Linked DNA regions of Zea mays: region 1 is linked to region 2. A link is a contact called in public Hi-C data. All regions are on one chromosome and are shown on one strand. Each heading gives the region's core, a stretch centred on a gene start, on an enhancer-like site or on the middle of the called end of the contact. The rest is flanking DNA. Distances are from core to core; before and after follow the strand shown.

What was found. A called contact is a pair of places that touch in the nucleus more often than the background predicts.
Region 1: a Hi-C map of ear shows a contact between it and region 2, with 3 times the contacts expected there. The contact joins the promoter of LOC103643041 here to the promoter of LOC100280078 in region 2. A contact is called at or near these places in 5 of 25 Hi-C or Micro-C datasets (ear, leaf and tassel).

What each region holds. Positions count from the first base shown.
Region 1 is chr3:83,556,904-83,563,943 of Zm-B73-REFERENCE-NAM-5.0, forward strand. It overlaps LOC103643041 (protein LNK2), which reads left to right and starts at 4,568. Exons shown (of 10, transcript XM_020550240.2): 1 at 4,568-4,915. The coding sequence starts at 4,886.
Region 2 is chr3:83,424,016-83,431,136 of Zm-B73-REFERENCE-NAM-5.0, forward strand. LOC100280078 (probable sarcosine oxidase) reads left to right here and starts at 2,524. Exons shown (of 5, transcript XM_008675855.4): 1 at 2,524-3,290; 2 at 3,974-4,065; 3 at 4,196-4,309; 4 at 4,771-4,912; 5 at 4,996-5,612. The coding sequence starts at 4,906. The coding sequence ends at 5,213.

The sequences.
Region 1 (7,040 bases), core at 3,318-5,817, 130 kb after region 2:
TACGCTCCAAACTCAACAATGTCCCATATGCTAGCGTGGAGTGAGGTTAGATGATGCCTCATTTTATCACTCCACATAGAATAATCTTCACCATCAAAACATGGTGGCTTGCCTAATGGAACAGAAAGTAATGGAGTGCGCTTAGAAATACGGGAGTAACGAAGCGGCATCTTACTATACTTCTTGCGCTCATGGCGCTTAGAAGTGATGGATGACGCGTCGGAGCCGGAGGTGGATGACTACTTTCTTCATCTTCTTCTTCTTGTCGCCACTCCGATGCGACTTGACTCGTGGAGGTGATTCCTCCCTTCCTTTGGCGCCGGACTCCCTTGATGGAGCCTTCCTGTGGCTTGTGCCCGTTTCCATTTCCCTCTTGGCGGATCCTCCCGACATCACTTCGAGTGGTTAGACTCTAAATGAAGTACCGAGCTTTGATACCAATTGAAAGTCGCCTAGAGGGGGGTGGATAGGCGGAAACTGAAATTTACAACTTTAAACACACTACAAGCCGAGGTTAGCGTTAGAATAAAATCCAAGTCCGGGAGAGAGGGGAAAACAAATCAACCAAGAAAATAAAGCGGATGACACGGTGATATGTTTTACCGAGGTTCGGTTCTAGAGAACCTAGTGCCTGTTGAGGTGGTCACAAAGACCGGGTCTCTTTCAACCCTTTCCCTCTCTCAAATGGTCACCTAGACTGAGTGAGGCTTCTTCCATAATCTCACGGGTCACTTAGACCCCGCAAGGATCACCACACAATTGGTGTCTCTTGCCTTGCTTACAAAGCACTTGAGAGTAAGAAGTGAGAAAGAAAAGAAAGCCAAGCCAAGCAAACAAGAGCAACAAGAAACACAAGTGATCCTCTCACAAGTCCTAATGTACTAGAATTGAATTGGGGACTTTGATCGGATCGGTGGCTTTGATTTGTGTATTGGAGTGTTGCACTTTGCTCTTATATTGAGTGGGAGAGTGATGAATGCTTGGATCGTTGGAGTGGAGGTGGTTGGAGGTATTTATAGCCCTCAACCACTAAAACAACCGTTGGGGGTGACTGCTGTCGATGGGCGCACCGGACAGTCCGGTGTGCCACCGGACAGTGTCCGGTGCGCCAGCCACGTCACCCAACTGTTAGGGTTCTAACGCAGTCGACCGTTAGAGCGCTGACTTCTGGTGGCACCGGACAGTCCGGTGCCGCACCGGATAGGCACTATTCATTGTCCGGTGTGCCTCTGACCTCTGCTCTGACTTCTGCCACGAACTGTAGCGCTGTCAGGGGCACTGTGCAGTCGACCATTGCACTGGAGAGCCGTTGCTCCGCTGGTGCACCGGACAGTCCGGTGCGCCAGACCAGGGCACACTTGGTTTTCTTTGCTCCTTTCTTTTTGAACCCTTTCTTTAATCTTTTTATTGGTTTGTGTTGAACCTTTATGCACCTGTGGAATATAATCTAGAGCAAACTAGTTAGTCCAATTATTTGTGTTGGGCATTCAACCACCAAAATTATTTATAGGAAAAGGTTAAACCCTATTTCCCTTTCAGCAACTGTCGAAGCACAATACCTTTTCTTCTTGGGCGCCATGGGATTCCTCATAAGCATGGAATCTGGCGCAGAACCATAGAGTCGAGCGAATTTCAAAGGAGAAGGCACATCGGAAATAATGTTAGGGTTTTCTATTTGGAGGAACCGTTAGGAATATGTATGTACTTTGACCTTACTATAGTGTCACAAGTAAAAACACTCTCGGGTTGAGCCAAGTCAGACCGATGAAAGGAAGTTAAGTTGCCATGATTAAGTCGGACGGAAAGCACATCAAGCCACAGAATAAGTTAGCAAGGGTAAGTCGCCAGGGATAAGTCGGATGACACTAAAGTTGAACAGAATCGAAAAGGCCAGCCCTAATGAATCAAACTACAAAACAGGATCTCAAAAACCAAAGAAGATAAAACTACCAGCTTTATTTGTCAGAGCAGAAGCTCTACTATAGAGGAAGGGTCAATCCATTATGAACTCACCCTCGCAAAAGACTACTGCTACTACTGCCACTATTATAACTATACCTACTACATACTACTAGTAACTAAGCCGGAGGCGTTGCCGCCCTTGCCGATGTCGTTGCCACCGTCGCCACTGCTGCCATTGCTGTCATCGCCACTATCACCACCATTGCCTTTGCCGCCATCACCACCGTTGTGTTTGCCGCGATCACTGTCGTTGCCTTTACCGTCACCATCGTCGTCGCTGCTGTTGCTGCCCTTGCTATTGTCGTCGTCACCGTCCTCATCGTCGCCGTCGTACCCATTGTCTTCCTCCTCCTCCTCGAACTCCTCCTCAGGCTCCTCTGAGTCATTGAAGTCGGCTCGATTGATGCCTTAGAGGTAGGTCCTCTCCCTTGCTGACAGCCCCATATAGTCATATGTGCAAACGGACGATGGGGAGCCAGGGGATAGGGGAGGGGACCACTCGCAGGAGAGCTCGGAGTCACCGAAGTCCTCCAATGGCGGGGGTCGGAGGATGCCTCCTCTTGCTGCCTTGCCACCTTTCTTGCAAGCCATGGGAGTTTTAGAAAGGGAAAAAGAAAACATCAGAAGAGGAAGTGAGGGTGAGTGAAGGATTTCGCAACACATAGTGGGTTTGTTTAAAGAAAAGAAAGGGTGCCCCATCGTATTCCAGTTGTACAATGAACAATTGCAAGCCTTCAAGAGTCGTTTACATTTCCCACTGCATGCTTCTGACACCCTTTAGCGTAACATGGCACCAGGATTCAGTAAATCAACCACTCAGGCACATCATTATGCATCGTCACCTCAAGCAATTGTGTCTCTAGACAAGACAAAGTACACATCCACCCATTGGGTGCACATATCGGATTTCCTAGAAAATGCAACCTGTGAAATATCAAACGAAAGTCCTGCAAGACGACAAACTCAAAATCAGCAAAAGTTTATTGGTCAACCCTGAGTCAACTAGACCTCTATCGGCTGAGTTCAGTCTGTAGCCTTAGCAAGCTCTTGGCTAGATGCACCCTGGCTGGAGTTTAGTCAGTCTAGATTTAGTTGGCTGAATCACGTTCAAACCAAAATCAGTCGACAAGATGCTGTCAGACTAGAAGCATGATCCACTTACAACTAGAGAGATAGAATAAATCACACAAAGGCAAGATCTTGGGACCTTCGAGTTGATTAATACTTAAATCAGCTCGAAGCTCAAGGGCTATACTGGTGCACCCAATGGATCAGAACATAAAAGAAGAGAGAGAAAGATGAAATACTCTCTCAAAGAAAAGAGAACAAGTAACCCAGCTCATTCTTGGGGTCTCGAACTAGTTACCCTCAAAAATTGGCTCGAGCCTCGGGGGTTTGTGGGAGATAGATATACCATGGGTCATTTTCACATGGACACGTTCATGAGCCGCTTGAACAGACCCCTAATAAGTCGTCGCCAAGATGTGATATTGGACCGACCTTCAGGAAAACAGGTGTTATCGGGAGGATGACACGCTCAGCTAGAAGGATTCTGAAGAGCACATCGTAAAAGATGTTATCTATGCGCATATATCGTAGAGGAGCCAACATGATTCCGAATAACGCGCCTTGCGTGCGACCGGATAGCAGATCGCTCGGCCTCAAACTCGGAGGGAAATAACCATCGGAAAAGTCGGTGCGCAATAGTAGCAGAAATAGATAGACACAAATAAGCTTTTACAATCTATAAAGAGATCTCTCCCCAACCAGCTATATAAGCTATGGATATACCCCTACAAAACTCTCTCGATATCCATCTCTTTCACGATCATGCTCACCATTAGATTGATGGGAGATCTCATACATCATCACCCGTGAATCATATGTAATCTGTGTACTCCAAACAAACTCAATACCCCAGCACCAAACAGGACGTAGGGTGTTACACGTTCAGGCGGCTCGAACCTTTATAATCTCCTTGTGTTTTGACGTGCTCCCGCACGTACCATTGAGTCGCGATCAACAACGCCGTCCTCCCAAAAGTATTGCGTGGGTTACCCCGTAGTGCGCAGTCGGGACCTAAACACCGACACAGGTTGTATGCCTGAAGCTGTAGTCTTCGTGTTTGTGTTTTTCATTAGCTTTGGCTGAGACTGACCTTCGACATTACTTCTGCATCATGTGAAACAAGGTAAAAGATAACTGTCGAATTAGTGGTTTGAGGGCCTTCGAGAAAAAGACCTCCAATATGAAGGTCTCATTATCATCTCTATCAAGGACATATGTCTTCAACAATCTAATCCATTCACGCCGCACCGTAGCCAAGACTATAAATGCCGTGTTTAACAGAGCGTGTATATGACCGTGCAAAAACACTATATTTGTAGAAAGAAGTTTAAAATAGTAAGTGAGACAGAAAATTCGAAGAGAGTGTAAGGCTGTCTTCAATGAATAGTATAAAATAAAAAACACGTAATTATATATATATAATTGTTTATAAATATAAGTTTGAAATATGGAATGAAATAGAGGAGAGGATGTGACTGAAGATGTGTTGGAGGTGTGCAAAGGTGTACACCGTACACCCGCTGAGAACCCCGCAGCCAATCAGCGCGTGGCATTTGATCGAGTCCTCCTGACCACAACCCAAGATGCGGCTCCGCACACGTGGGTTTCCAACGCCCAACTGCAGCCGCCTACCAAATGTGCAGCGGCTACGCACTCCCATCCCTGGACTACTCTTGGTGGGTGGAGACTGGAGAGAGCCACAGAAGGCAACTGGAGGTTCGAGGACGGCGCGATAGGCGAGCCGGCGAGTTCGGGTGCTTTTCCTGGGGTCGGAGATGCGACCGTTGGGACCTGGGAAACAGCGCACTTCGAGTTCGGGGGCGGCTCCCGCGACGGCGGCAGCCACCTGAGCAGGATGTTTAATTGGAACGACGAGCAGCAGCAGGTCCCCGTCTACCCATCCCGTCATCGTCTAGAATCTTGCGTTACACTTGCTCACTTGGCTGGATCTGCTCGGTTTCTGTAATTCGTTTCGTCGTTCCGTGCTTCACGTGCTCTAATTCACTAGGTTTTAGTTTGGATGTGGTTGTTCCGGATGGGAATTTTGATATTATCCCATTCCGTTGAGGGAGTTGGAGATGCAAGGGACTGCGGGGGGAAGCGTGCAATTCTTGCTACGTAGGTCGACTGCATCACTGCAGGTTGCAGCAGTGCAAGCATGGCTAGGGAAAAATTCTGCTTGGATTGCCTCTACTTCTGAAGCTTGTAAGATTGTCTAATGTCATGAGCAGTGCTGGAAATATTGGGACTTGTATGTTCTATTGGAAGAAAGCTAAGGGGGTCTTTATAAGTTTCATGGCTCTTAAAATGTTCCCTCCATGGGTTGTTCCCGTTAATGTTTTTATGAACTTAATGGTTCTACTGATAGCAGCTGAAGTGAACAACAAACTGGTTCTATAGTGAATCACAATGATAATTTTTCTTATTTGCCCTACCCATTTTTTCATGCCACTCAGTTGGCAATGTTCTACTCTATTGATTTTAGTATTTCCTCATAAAAGGGTAACATTTTTAAGGAACCATGAATTTAGGTAGGCTCACATGAATTTAAGGACACAACATATTATATTGTGTACTTGGGACCTTCAATAATAGTTGTTAGATATATGCGTCTTGTATATTTCTGTTTGTATAAGGGTGTCTTTGCATTGTTGTACATGTGCATATTGAGCTTAGCCTTTGTTATCAGTACAACCACTATTTGAACATGGTATACAGAGCAAGGTTTCAATGCTACGGTTTACCTCACCGCTGGATGTGGCTCCTCTCGCAATGCTGTTTGGTTGTGGTTTCTCTTGGTCGTGGCTCCTCATGTCATGGCTCTTCACCACCCACCCTCACGCTCACTTAGCTGTTGTTGGCTGTTCGGTGGCATATGCCTAATCTTTGACTTTGGGAGCCTTAGTGGCGAGCTGCCATGTCCAACCTCGCCTTCTCCTCCCGTGTAGCCATTGATTCCTACAAGAACATTAAAGGGCAACCAAAAGAAGCTTCATGAAGCTTATGATGATGATATGCCCTCTTGTATGTCCCAATTTATGGCCTATATGCTTTTAGTCTCAATAGGAGTCTCAATAGTGCGGTGATCAGTAAGAGAAGCCAGATCAAGTAGCCCCATAATGTATTTCTCCTAAGAGAGATAAAAGTCCTCCGGAGTAGACGAAACCTCAATCCCAAGAAAATACAGAAGAGGACCGAGATCAGACATAAGAAACTGCTCACTAAGACATGCCTTCACAAAGGTAATAAATTGCGGATCATCCCCTGTAATAGTCATGTCATCAACATAAAGGAGAAGATTCCTACGATGAGATGATGTGTGGACGAACAAAGTAGGATCATGAGTACTAGTAGAGAAACCAACAACAATGACCATAGAAGCGAAACACTGAAACCAAGCCTGAGGAGGCTGGTTGAGGCCATAAAGAGAATGATAAAGGCAACAAACCATGCCCTTGGTAATAGAATACCCAGGTGGTGGCTGCTTATAAACCTCCTCAGTCCTCACGCAACTCACCATTAGGAAAGGCATTTTTGACATCAAGCTGAGAGATGGACCACTCACGAATAGAAGCCACAACAAGGAGGGTGCGAACAATTGTCATTTGAGCAACAGGAACAAAAGTCTCATCATAATCACGCCCATGTTTCTATTGGAAACCACAAGCAACATGATTAGCCTTATAATGCTCAAAGGAACCATCAGAGTGGGTCTTAACCTTATATAGACAATTACACATGATAGGACGAACACGTGGTGGACAAGGTACGATTTACCATGTGCTAGTGCACTCTAGAGCAGCAATCTCCTCAGCCACGATAAAGAATACCATCACGATAAGAGGCCGACTCAGAAAGAACAATAGTCACAAAAGTTGAAGGAGAGTAACGATAAGTAGGATGACGAAGACGATGACTACGCCTAAGAGACGGCTCCGATGTAGAAGCAGGAGAGGAAACTGGCTCAACAGGAATAGATGACGTACTAGGAGACATTGACACTTTAGGAG
Region 2 (7,121 bases), core at 1,274-3,773:
CTTAATCAGGAGGAGGACAGACATGTGTGGGTGCACTCGAGCTCTGGTGTTTTCTCTTCCAAATCTTGTTATTCGGCGTTGTTTATGGGAGCTATTATTTTCCAGCCATGGAAATGGGTGTGGAAGTCGTGGGCACCCCCCAAATGCAAATTTTTTGTTTGGCTGGCGATAAGGAATAAATGTTGGACTGCGGATAGACTTCAGAGGAAAGGATTACCTCACCCGGTGGTCTGTCCACTATGTGATCAAGAGCAGGAAACTATCTTGCACCTCTTGTGCTCTTGCAGTTTCGCTAGACAATTTTGGCATAATATATTTTCAGCTTTGAGGATGGGTCATCTTACGCCTACTAGGGAGGCGGGCTCTTTTGTGGATTGGTGGGGCAAGGTGCATAGGAGGGTCCCCAAACATATCAGAAAAGGTTTCCATAGTCTCATTATCCTGGGGGCCTGGTGTTTATGGCTGCATCGCAATAGGGCGGTATTTGATGGTGTCAACCCGTCTTTAAGCACCATTCAGAGGCTTTTCTTGGATGAGGTGGAGTGCTGGTGTATGGCTGGTGCGAAGCAGCTCGAGAGTCTTGGGCTTCTGGCTGCATTTGCTAGGGGGGCTAGGGCTTTTCCTAGTGCATGAGGCTACACTGTTTTATTTTCTATGTATTTTTGCCTGTTAGGGCTTTGTACTTTGGTCCATTTCGGACCTTTCTCTCTTTCAATATAATGACGCGCAGTTCTCCTGCGTGTTCGAGAAAAAAAAGAAAAAAATTTTTTGAAGATGGTCATTGTAACAAAGTTATTGAGCTATATGAGGAGTATACGTTTTTTAAGTATCCTACCTCTAAATATATATGGAACTTGGAGAAAAACTAATCCAAAGTAGAGCTGTCAGGGTTTTTGGAATTCAGACTTGGTTTAATTCAGCATTTAAATTTCTGTGTTTGGAGCCAACTTTGGGCTATTGGAGATTGGAATCCAAGAGGTTTTGATTATTGGTCACTATACCAAACTTGTAAAGGAACTATAGGAGTATAAACCTTATTAAGCAACTTGCCCCTATAAACATTTGGAACCCAAGAAAAAGAGTGGTTCAAAGTGGTGCTGCTGTGTTGCTGAATTTTCAGATTGGAAACATTAACTGAATTTTAGTGTTGATAGCCGTTTTGGAGCTGATTTGTGGCTGTTCTATAATGTTTTGGGCTGTGGTGTTTATAGAAAAGTTGAAGTCTATATGATGGTGAACAAGTTTCTTTAAGTGACTTTGGATTGTTCCCACATAAAAAGTAGAGAAAAATGCCCCCAAAGATCAGCTGCTAGGCATTTCTGTAACTGAATTTGGTTCAGTGGCTGAAACCTGAAATTAGTGAATAGTGCCTAGTTTGGAGTGCTTTTGTAATTAATCTATGTGGTTTTGGACTAATAATTGTGTGGAAAAGTTGGAGTCCATAGTACCGAGAACAAGGTTTATTAAGTAAGATATCCTTGGTGCTGCACAAAAGGTGGAGTAAAGTGTGCTCAAAGTTGGTTTATCAGGTGTTGGGATTCAGACTTGGAATAATATTTAAGTCTGAATATGTGTGTTTTTACCCAACTTTGGGGCCTCGTGGTAATAAATCCAAAGAGATTTGGGTTAAGAGTCTGTAGCAAAATGAGAGACTAAATGTAGATAAACAAGTGTTTTGCAAAGAGTGGGTTTGGTACTTTATGGAATTTAGAGAATATCCTGCTGCAAAACCCTCTGTCAGACTCTGTGGTGCTGTTTCAGATTTTCTGAAACTGAATTTTCAGTGACTTTGGCTGTAAATTGGGGTACCATAACTTTTGTTCTATATGATTTCAACCATGAGTTTCTATACAAAATAGGTAGAGCTACAAGTAGAGAATAATTTTGGTTCAGGGAGAGTGGTCTGTTGCTATGAATAATTGGGATATCAGGGGGGGCTGAACTAGGAGGAATAGAATGGAGCAGCAACACTGATAAGTTTGGTTCAGTGTCTGGTTTAGTAACTGAAGAAGAATCTCCTCTCGGTGCTGTGCTATAATGGTATTTTTAAGCTGTCATGTGGATGAAGTGCATGACTTATATTTAGAGGCCTCACTCTCCACTAAAAATACCTAGTTTGGACTGAAATATGGTTGTTCATAGCTGCAGTGTTGTCTGTTTGACTGCTGACCACAATATGGGATCAAGTTCAATGCCCTGTGGTGTTTCACTCGACAACAGAGACAGAGGTATGGCTGGGGTACAAAGTGAAGGGTCCAGTGATCTCAGCTCTGCTGGAAGTATCAAAGGTTTGGACTGTTGTGTGACTATCTGCAAGGGCAGACTTATCTGCTTGCCCTTGCCTAAATAAATCAGTCCAGGTTCAAAGTTTTGGCTGTGTTTGTGTGCCGGCGTGGGTCAAGGGAGCTAAGCCACGTGTGTAGCCATGAGGTGTTGGCGCCTATAGTGGTATGGATAGGCTTTGGGCTTCAAATATCTGAGCCTAGTGAAGTATACAACTTGTCCCCTAATTGTTACTAGGCTGCCTGCCTGTTTCCCTGTCAAGAGCTTCTGCTGTTTGATCTATGGATGCCCTACGGTGCTTCATCTGATTATATAAATTGGAGTGAACATGCAGTGCATAGTTAAGGTCTAGAGGTCTCACTCTCCCCTGAAAATATCAAGTCGAGCTGTCAGTTTGGGGGAAAGGAAATATCTTTATCTCTCTGTTGTTCTCCAATTTGTGCACACACTGAGATAAGTTTGGGGTGGACAACAAAGGGTCTCGAGCTCCAGTTCCTGCAGCAGAAAATATCAACTTTGGATCCACTAGTGCCTGTATTCAGAGTTCTTATCTGACCCTTTTCCCTGTCTATGTTACTAGACTAAGTTCAGTGTCTAGGGGGCTGATTGGTTGCATGTGTGCGCTCGTGCAGGGCCCATTAGATACAAGTTTTTGACAGTGCAGTGTGTTTGGTTGCTTGAACAAATATCTAGGCCAGACTACGCTCGTGCAAAATAACCATCTCATCCAGGCCCATCACAAACGGCCAAAATCTCCGTTTCTTCGGAGCCAGGCTCCACTCATTCCCTGTCGTCGCAGCTCAGAGCACGCGCAGCCGCCTCGCCTCGCCTGGAGCTCACGCAGCCGCCTCGCCTGGAGCTCGCGCAGCCGCCTCGCCTTGCCTGGAGCTTGCGCAGCCACCTCGTCTGGATCTCGTGCTAGGGTTGGAGCCAGGGTCCTCTCGCAGCCGCCTCTATCCTCGCCTGGAGCTCGCGCTAGGGTTCCTCTCGCAGCCGCCGCTGTTGAGGTTAGACTCTGCCTTCTCCTCTCACCCTCCGCTCTCCCTCTCTCATCTCCTCTCCCCGCTCCGAACACTGGGCCGGTCGATCGTCCGCCGCACCCCCCTTGTGGTCACGGTTCTCTTCTTCTCTATCTCTCGCGCACGGATCTCACTCTCAGACGCTAGGTGCACTTGCTCCTGGTACTACCAGGTAACGAGGTTGGCATTGTGGTCGGAGGCGGCCATGCCGGATGCGAGGCCGCCCTTGCTTCGCCTCGCCTCGGCGCGCGCACCCTGCTTCTTACGCTCAACATTGACCGGATTCCGTGGCAGGTCTGCGCTGAGCTAGCTTTGCCCCGATGGTAGATATTCTAGTCAAGTTCATGACTGAAATTACTTGAATATTGACTCCTGATGCCAGATAATAAAAATCATGTCCCTTATATGAAGAATTGATCCATCAAACCCTGCAGTGTAGAAATTTAGCAATGTGAAATCTCACCTGTGATAGCATTTTTGTAGGGCACAGATTTTGTTCCAAGGTATGAATGTACGATAGAAACTGAATAGATGATTTTTGATTAGTATGTTGCATATCTTAGTATGCTATAGCCTATAACTATAAGGAAACATTCTTTGTCAATGAATTCCATTTAAATTTTAGTATTAGAAGTGTGGTTCTGCTTCAACTCATCTTCTGCCCTACCCAGCCTTGTAACCCTGCTGTTGGTGGCCCTGCAACGTCTCAACTTGTCCATGAGGTAGATGCCCTTGGTGGTAAAATTGGAAAAATTACTGATAGGTACGAGTTCAAACGTCTTGTTGTCTGGAGAATGAGTTTCTCTGAGTGCAAATGGCTGAGAGTCCAGATTTTGATTGCTAGTTAATCAACAAAGATATCTTAGCATACTGATTGCATCTTCTTCTGATAGGTGCTACTTGCAAAAGCGTGTACTGAACAGCTCAAAAGGCCCTGCTATATGTGCACTGCGTGCTCAGCCTGATAAGAGAGAGTATGCAATAGAGATGAAGAACAGTGTGGAAAGGTCAGTGTATACTAAGTTGCTAACTTTACTTGGATTTATAATCTTGTCTGGCACCTCCATAAGTGGTTAGTGCTACATAATTTCTGAATATGCTTCGTTTATAGCTGACCTCATTTAAGTTATGTTAATTTGATCATCATTTCATAGCTTCTTAGGTTGTACTCACAAAATTGTGATATTTGGTTTAAAATATATCAAACATGACACCTTCTCAAAATTTGGCACCGGATATTGTTGTTACTGTATTAAGACCATGGTTCTGCATGGCTAGTCTTAAGTTCTCAATGTAGTAAAAAACACTCAAGGTAGATGTAAATATTTTAATCTTCTGACATAAGAGTTTAGCATTTTTTTCTGCTTGCCAACTTTTGTCATGCTTTGCTGATGTTTCTTATCGTTGATCGCATGTATTGTGATAGATTTCACATTGCTTATTGACTATTTTGTGTACTATGCTTCAGCACAGAAAATCTTTTCATTAGAGAAGCAATGGCTACAGAGGTTTTAATTGGAAAAAATGACACCATTGAGGGTGTTTGCACTTTCTTCAGCATGGACTTTATGCACCATCTGTTGTACTTAGCACCAGAACATTCATGAGTGGTAAGATTTGGATTGGTAGGACATCAATGCCTGCTGGGCGAGCTGGAGAGTCAGCTTCTCATGGACTAACTGAAAACTTGCAGTTTCTGGGGCCAAGCTGCTCGGCTCCTGGGGCGTGGACCTCCCCATCAGGCCGCTGCACACGCTCCACCTCTACTGGCGCGTGAAGCCCGGCCAGGAGCAGACTGTCTCGACGAGCGCCGGGTTCCCGACCTTCTCCAGCTACGGCGACCCGCCCGTGTACGGCGCGCCGTCGCTGGAGCTCCCGGGGCTCATCAAGATCAGCTGCATTAGATCTTAGAGTACACTGTTTTACACAATTTGGAGTTGTTACTACTATCAAGCTTTAGACTTTAGACTTTGGAGTACACTGTTTTTACACTGTATTAAGCTTTAGCCTTTTATGCTACAGTGTGTAAAAAAGCAAGCTTTAGACAGTTAGGCTAATCTATAGACAGTGTAAAGCTTGATTTTTTGACAATACAGTTCAAATTCTTAGAACAATGCGGTCTGAAAGTTTAATACAGTTCTGACAATAGAGTTGAGTACACTGTTTTGAGGCTAATATGTCAAGCTTAGATACCAGTTTGTCAAGCTTGTTTTAGTCCAAATTTGTATTTACTTAGCTGTGTAAATTGTGTACAATTTGAAGACTGTTTTAGTTGGTGTAGAAATTGTGTAGAATTTCTAGATAGTTTTATGTTGCTCGGTGTGAGACGTGTAAATTGTGGCTTCTGTATTTTTTATGCCCAGTAAATACTATCAGTAATTCTGGCTGAGTCGGTACAGGAAACCAAACATGAGCTCATTAAATCCTGGCTGAATCGATACACAAAACCAAACACGTAACAAATTAACTACTTGCATCTATGTATACATGCTAGGCTCAGCCTGCATCTGGGCCTGAACCAGACTCAAACCAACCGGACAACAATCAGACGCTAGGAAAGCCAGTGTCCTGCGTGGTATGTGGGTTTGGGAGCCACGTTTGTGAGTCCCTGCTGTGTTGTCACCTTTTGAACCCTTCTCTACCAGTCTAGCTGAACTTGAGGACATCTGCCCCTATCCTGGTTGCTTTAGAACCTGGATCAGTGAATCCTCTTCCTTGTCCTTGAGCTCTAGCCCTGGTTTCTCTGCATGTGTGGGGGTGGTCTTCATGCCTTCAGGTTTGTGTAGCTTCCCTCCCCAGCCCCTGGGTTTGCCCTGTCCGAGTGCCTTGCATGCCATTCCCTTGGTGGTGACCATAGCCACCGATTGCTCACCTTGCCATGGCCAGGACAGATGGAGCAGCTGCACACCTAAGTTGGTCCCATTCTCTGATCTCCATATGACACTGAAGCTTACGTAGTTCCCCCTTTGAACTCTACCAATGCATGCTGCGTGGAACAGGGACATGTCGTTGCAATCTAGCGCTGCGGACACGCCTCAATGTCGACTGATTGACTTGCGTTCGTCCCCGGCCAAATTAGCGCAAGCACCGAAGCCTAGGTATGCCACTAATGCTCCCCGCGATGTTTGATTTAACTCTACCGTATGGAAGCTACGGGATCAAGTTCATCAAGCCATAGTCTCCGTCGTCGTAGTTGGTAGCCGTGTTCCGATGTCTCCGCGGTCAAATTAAATGTGTGTCTGTGTTCGCCGTAGTCCAAGGAGTAGGTTGGTGATGTCGCCGTCGTCTGCGACGAGCTTCTATGGAAAATCCGACGCCAGGTCGCTGGAGTTGGGCGCGGAGCCGTCGGGGCCGAGAAGTTGTTAAAAGGAGGTTGCCAAGGGGTGTCTGTGTGATTGTCAGTGGCACAAATGAATAGTGGCAGGAGCTTAGATTGGTTTTGCATGAGCCAGGGTCCTTTGTGCAAAAGCGCAGACGCGGGCGCAGGCTCCCCCGTCGTTGGCAGGCTCTGCCTGGAGTTGGGCCACGTGGGCTGATTTCAGCCCAGAATTAATTGTTTCCCATTATTCATTTACCCGCCAACTTGGAAATGATGCCAAAAATTGTAGAAAATTTCAAAAATAGCAAGACAAATTTTGTTGGATATCTAAATTATGAGCTCTCTGGTAAAGTTGGATTTAGGATTTTTAGGGCAATTATAAAATATTAAGTGAATTAAAGATGATCTTGAAAGGACTATTTGAATTTTAGAAATAAGAATTGAGCATCAAAAATCATGAAATTTGTTTGGAGAAGCTTGTTATCAAAAGTTGAACCCTT